2 separate regions of the Zea mays genome follow, and region 1 is linked to region 2. Evidence: chromatin contacts called from public Hi-C data. All regions are on one chromosome and are shown on one strand. The core of a region is the stretch at or near the end of the contact, and the rest is flanking DNA. Distances in the headings are between cores, read along the strand shown. Region 1 holds the start of LOC100383166 (Plastidal glycolate/glycerate translocator 1 chloroplastic). Region 2 holds the start of LOC100285209 (lrgB-like family protein).

What was found. Hi-C and Micro-C count contacts between places; a contact is called where the count stands out from the background.
Region 1: a contact with region 2 is called in a Hi-C map of leaf, with 5 times the contacts expected there. The contact joins the promoter of LOC100383166 here to the promoter of LOC100285209 in region 2. A contact is called at or near these places in 5 of 25 Hi-C or Micro-C datasets (bundle sheath, endosperm, leaf and 1 more) and 1 of 3 datasets of contacts at active chromatin or transcription factors (leaf).

Annotation. Positions count from the first base shown.
Region 1 is chr1:106,845,224-106,847,923 of Zm-B73-REFERENCE-NAM-5.0, reverse strand. It overlaps LOC100383166 (Plastidal glycolate/glycerate translocator 1 chloroplastic), which reads left to right and starts at 1,437. Exons shown (of 8, transcript NM_001175831.1): 1 at 1,437-1,874; 2 at 1,956-2,271; 3 at 2,443-2,700. The coding sequence starts at 1,512.
Region 2 is chr1:107,084,549-107,087,248 of Zm-B73-REFERENCE-NAM-5.0, reverse strand. It overlaps LOC100285209 (lrgB-like family protein), which reads left to right and starts at 1,283. Exons shown (of 8, transcript NM_001158103.2): 1 at 1,283-1,874; 2 at 1,987-2,302. The coding sequence starts at 1,503.

The DNA of each region.
Region 1 (2,700 bases), core at 188-2,687, 240 kb after region 2:
GCGTGCGTTGCTGTCGGCCTCCTTGGCGGGGCTCCTTGACGCCCGAACGATCGAATAAGCAGGAAGGTCGGCCTGCCAGTGCCCTTTTGTTGTGTCACCCTGCCGATCGTTGACGCTCGAACGTCGACCCCTCCCGAAGATCAGGCTTCTGTTGCGTGTCTCCCGACCGCGACCACCTCGACTTTGGCTACCTCGGCATCTAGGGGCTATCGTCTTCTTGGAGCACACACCGGTCTCTACTCTAGCCGCAACATTCGCACCATTACGACGCTGCGACTGCGGGGGGATTTCAACCCGTCGGCTCCTACATTCGGCCTCTACTCTAGTCTCATCGTGTGTGGTGCCCCCGTTGTGACTGCGGGAGGATGTTAGACTGTGTGTGTGGGCTGACACCACTGTTGGACTGCCGACCCATTAGAGTTAGGGTTGAGTCAATATATATTGTATCCCATCTATTATCGATACAACAGTTCACTCTTCTACACCGACAACCCGTACCCGTTGGATTGAAGTCTTTGGTACTTTTCTCTGTAACACGCAAAACACATTCGTTTTTTGGATTTTGGGTACCATTACATCTCTGACGACAGGAGCGCTTGGTTGGTACTAGGCTCGCAGACGAGGCTGGTTTTGTTGTTACGGGAACCCCATGTCCGCCCCGCAAAATCATGCTTTATGGCAGATGCGGACCAGCTGCAACTTGTTTGCGGCAGCATGTGAACTGTTCCGCGAAGCCCATTGGACGAGAGCCCGCAGCGTCCCGCAAGAATGCAGCAGCATGTGAGCTGCTCAGCGGCGAAGCCCATTGGATGAGAGCGCAACGTCCCGCAAGAAGGCAAGAACCCGCAACGATGCTTGTGACCTGTCTGGCTGCCTCTGCAGCAGCAAAATATCCAACGGCAACCCGCTCCATGTTCAGGTGACCTGCCGGCGGGTGTCTATGGGCTTTGAGCTCAGGGTGTTGGGCGCGGAGGAGGACGAGGAGTTCATGTTCCCGGCGGCGACCCCGTGTAGAGTGTAGTGCTGCAGGGCCCTGGGTAGCACGGCCGATCTCGCCGTCCGTTCACGCATGGCTGCAGCCGGCGACGTCCACCAAGTTCGAGCGCAGAGCAGGAGGATGACGACGAGCACGCGCACCCGGCCGCTGTGGTTCTGTCCGTTTCCGGCTTTCCGCCCCGGGTCGTGGACAGCCACAAATCCGACCCCCGCGGCCGTACGTCGCTTTCCTCGAAGAAGAGGATGAGAGATTGTATTGATCGATCAAGTGAGGTGAGGGTCTCTCGCAGCCCAACGTTCTCAATCCCAACCCCATCCTCGCTCGCTGCCATGTCGATAATTTCTAGCCACACTTCCATCGCTCGCTCTCGTTCAGTAGCTCCTATCCCATCCCGACGAATGGAGTCTCCGTCACCACCTCGCCTGCTAGCCTCCTCCGTCTGCTCAAGACGAGGGAGGAGCAGAGACCGAACTCTGCCGTCTCTTCCTCCTCCCTCTGCACCCCCACGAGCTCCATGGCCGCCACCGCCATGATTGGGATTACCAACCTACGTTGCCGCCACGACCCGCTCTCCTCCCTTCCCCGGGCTACGTCGTCGGCCGCCCGGTCCTGTACGCTGCTTCCTCCTCGATGCCGCCGCCATTCTTCTTGCTGCTCCCCTTCCTCCTCCGTCTCTCCGTGCCGGGCCCGGGTCCGACCAACAGCAGCACTGAAGCGCATCCCTGCCGCCGACACCGGCTTCATGGGTCCAGCCAACAATGAGGCCACCACGCTTAAACGATCATCGTCGGCCGACCTTCGCCGCCGCCTTATCGTCCCCAGCTCCACCGCTGGCACCGGACACGCCGCCAGTGCTTCCACAGGAGTGCTGCCCGCCGTGAGAAGACGCTTTCCTTTATATTTGACACATCGTTCTCTCTCTCTTCAAGAATCGAACCTGATGCTTGTATATATGCAGATTATCGGGGTGGCGCATCTGCTCGTGTCGCTGGGCATTCTGCTCGCCATGGACAAGTTCCTCAAGCAGGCATTCGTCGCCGCGTCCATCAAGTTCCCGAGTGCCCTTTTCGGCATGTTCTGTGTCTTCTCGGTGCTCGTAGTCTTCGACACATTCGTGCCTCCTCTCGCGAAGGCGTTCATTGGCTTCTTTGAGCCCGCCACGCTGTTCATCCAGAGGTGGCTGTCCTTGTTCTACGTCCCGACACTGGTCGTGCTGCCGCTCGCCGTCGGGGATATTCCAGCGGCCTCAGGAATCAAGATCCTTGCAATCACTTGTATGAATGAGTCCTTTTCATCGCGTATATATATATATATATATATATATATATATATATATATATATATATATATATATATATATATATATATATATATATATGCTGTCGGGATCTTCTGTGCTAGCCGTTATGTTTAGCTATTCATGGGATGTGAAACTACTTTTTCAGTTGGTGGCTGGTTTGCTACCCTGACGGTGGCAGGATATACAGTGTTAGCCATGCGAAAACTCGTGAAGACAGAGCTTCTTGCACCATCGGAGCCCACGAAGAAGCCGTCGCCGTTTTCCACGTCGGAGATCTGGGCATGGTCAGCTATATTCGTCGCGTCGTTCGGCGTCGCATGTTTCAATCCCACGGCGTTTGGTACCACGGCAAGAACATGCCTTCCTTTCCTGCTTGCTGCTAATGTGCTGGGATACATGGTTG
Region 2 (2,700 bases), core at 34-2,533:
TATTTCCCTTTCAGTATCTATTTTTGACAAAAACTTAAACATTCGTAAGCGTGATGCTTATATAAAATAAGGTCAGCTGACATAATTTAAAATATTTAGCGACAAAAATAGAGAACTCTTGAAGAATACATATTCTTTTACTCCCTGTTATTATTTAGCAACTCTCTACATTTATTTTAAGGGGACTATTTTTTGCAAAACTGTTGAAGATGCTCTTAGATTATGATTCATTTATGTGATGCTACAGTAAACACTTGCTAATTATGGATTAATTATACTTAATAAAATTTTGCTTAGCTATGTAATTAATTTTATAATTAGACTATATTTAATATTTATTTAATATTTGTAAGACATTCAAAAGTTTATATGGACTAAACTTTAAGGCGACTAAACTTTAAGGCCTAGTTTGGAAGCCACAAAATTGGAGGGGATCGAAGGGACTAAAATCTCTTTTTATTTAATAAGGGTTTGTTCGAGATTAAGGGTAATAAAGAGAATTGAAGAGGCTAAAATTCTTTAATATTTAAAATTGAATAGTAAGAAATTTTAACTCCTAATTCTCTCTATTACATTTGCTCTCAACTAACCCACAAGAAAGGAATATTATCTCCTTTAATTTCCTCCCATTTTGTGGTTTTCTAATATCTGAGACCAACACCCCCACCTAGAGATGGCCAAACGGGCCGCCCAGTCCGGCCCGTTTTGGTCCCTACCTTTTAGGCACGGTTAGAAAATCAGACCGAGCTGTCTAAGCTCGCGGGCTCGTTTCCCTGCCTAAGCCTGGCCCGCTGCGAATCTAAACGGGCTAGGCCAGTCCGATAAGCACGAAAAAGCGGACCAAAAATGGGTTAAACGGACCGGTAAGCACGATTTAGTACAAAAAAGCGGGCTTAACGAGTTTAGAGGTAAACGGACCGTGTTAGGCTAGCGACCGTGCTTAGTTTCCTGTCCGGATCCAACACTCTTATTCGTAACGAGCCAGCCTAGACCCGTATAAAAGCGGGCCGAACCAGGTTCGATAAAAAATGTGCTTTGAACCGGACTTTCGCGCTTTTTTCTGGTACATCAATACCCCAACCCTGATTTTTAGAATGGGCTGATGGCAAATAGTTAAATACCCAGCGCAACCGGTAAATGGCGCCGGCGGCGCGGCGCGGCAAGCTATCCCAGTAGCCCTTGTTTGGTAGCTGCTGCCGTCGCTTTCGTCCGAAGAGGTCGAGATCAGGTGAGGTGAGGGTCTCGCCACCTAACAATCTCAATCCCAATGTCATCCTCGCTCACTGCCATGCCGATAATTTCTAGCCACAATTCCATGCCTTGCCCGTCCAGTAGCTCCCATCTCATCCCATCCCGACGAATCAAATCTCCATCACCACTTCACCAGTCACCACCTTGCCTAGCCTCCGTCTGCTGCGGACGCCAGACATCAGTCAGCACGAGGGAAGCCCAAACTCTGCCGCCTCTTCCTCTGCGCTGCGCTAACAACGATTCCCGATTCCATGGCCGCGACCGCCATGATTAGGATTACCACTTTACGTTGCCGCCACGACCCGCTCTCCTCCCTTCCCCGCACCACGTCGGCCGCCTGCTCCTGTACCCTTCCGCCTCGATGTCGCCAATGCAGACTGCTCCCTCCCCATTCTTCTGGCTGTTCCCCTTCCTCCTCCATCTTTCCGCGCCGGGTCCGGGTCCGCCCAACAGCAGCATTGAAGCGCATCGGTGGCGGCAACACCAGCTTCATGGGTCCAGCCAACAATGGCGCCACCACGCTTCAGCGATCTTCATCGCCCGACCTTCGTCGCAGCCTGATCGTCCTCAAGTCTACTGCTGGTACAGGAGGTGGCAATGCTTCCTCAGGACTGCTGCCCACCGTGAGAAGACGCTTTCATATTTTCCTTCATTAATTATGCTCTTACATGTATTACTAAAAGCCATCTCTTTTTCGTCTGTTCTAGAATAATTGAACTCGATGCGTGTATGCAGATTCTTGGGGTGGCGCATCTGCTTGTGTCGCTGGGCATTGTGCTCGCCACCGATAAGTTCCTCAAACAGGCATTTGTTGCCGCGTCCATCAAGTTCCCAAGCGCCCTCTTCGGCATGTTCTGCGTCTTCTCTGTGCTAGTCGTGTTCGACACATTCGTGCCTGCTCTGGCGAAGGCGTTCATGGACTTCTTTGAGCCTGCCACGCTGTTCATCCAGAGGTGGCTACCGTTGTTCTATGTCCCGTCACTGGTCGTGCTGCCGCTCGCCGTCAGGGATGTCCCAGCGGCTTCAGGAGTCAAGATTTTTGCAATCACTTGTATGTATTATTCTCGACCTTATTTTTTTGTCATTGTTTCTCTTCATAAGAATTTGATTTGTCTCTACCTACCTAGGTCCTGTTAAGTTCCAACGTTTAAACTTTAGCTACCTTGAAATCAAATAGGTCAGCTAAGAACTAGATAAACTTCAGCTACAGCCCAAATTTCATTATCTCATTATCTCCTTATCCTTAGCTAATACTCTCTCCGTTCTAGTATATAAGGTGTAACCACCTCTCGTTCAAAGACCAAAAATACATTTAATTCTCTTTATACCACTGTACGTGTGTATAGAGAGAGCGCCTTATATTCTGGGACAAGAACAAAGAGTGGTTATCTCTTATATTCTGGGACGGAGAGAGTAACAACTAATGGCAATTAATACCAGGTGATTCAC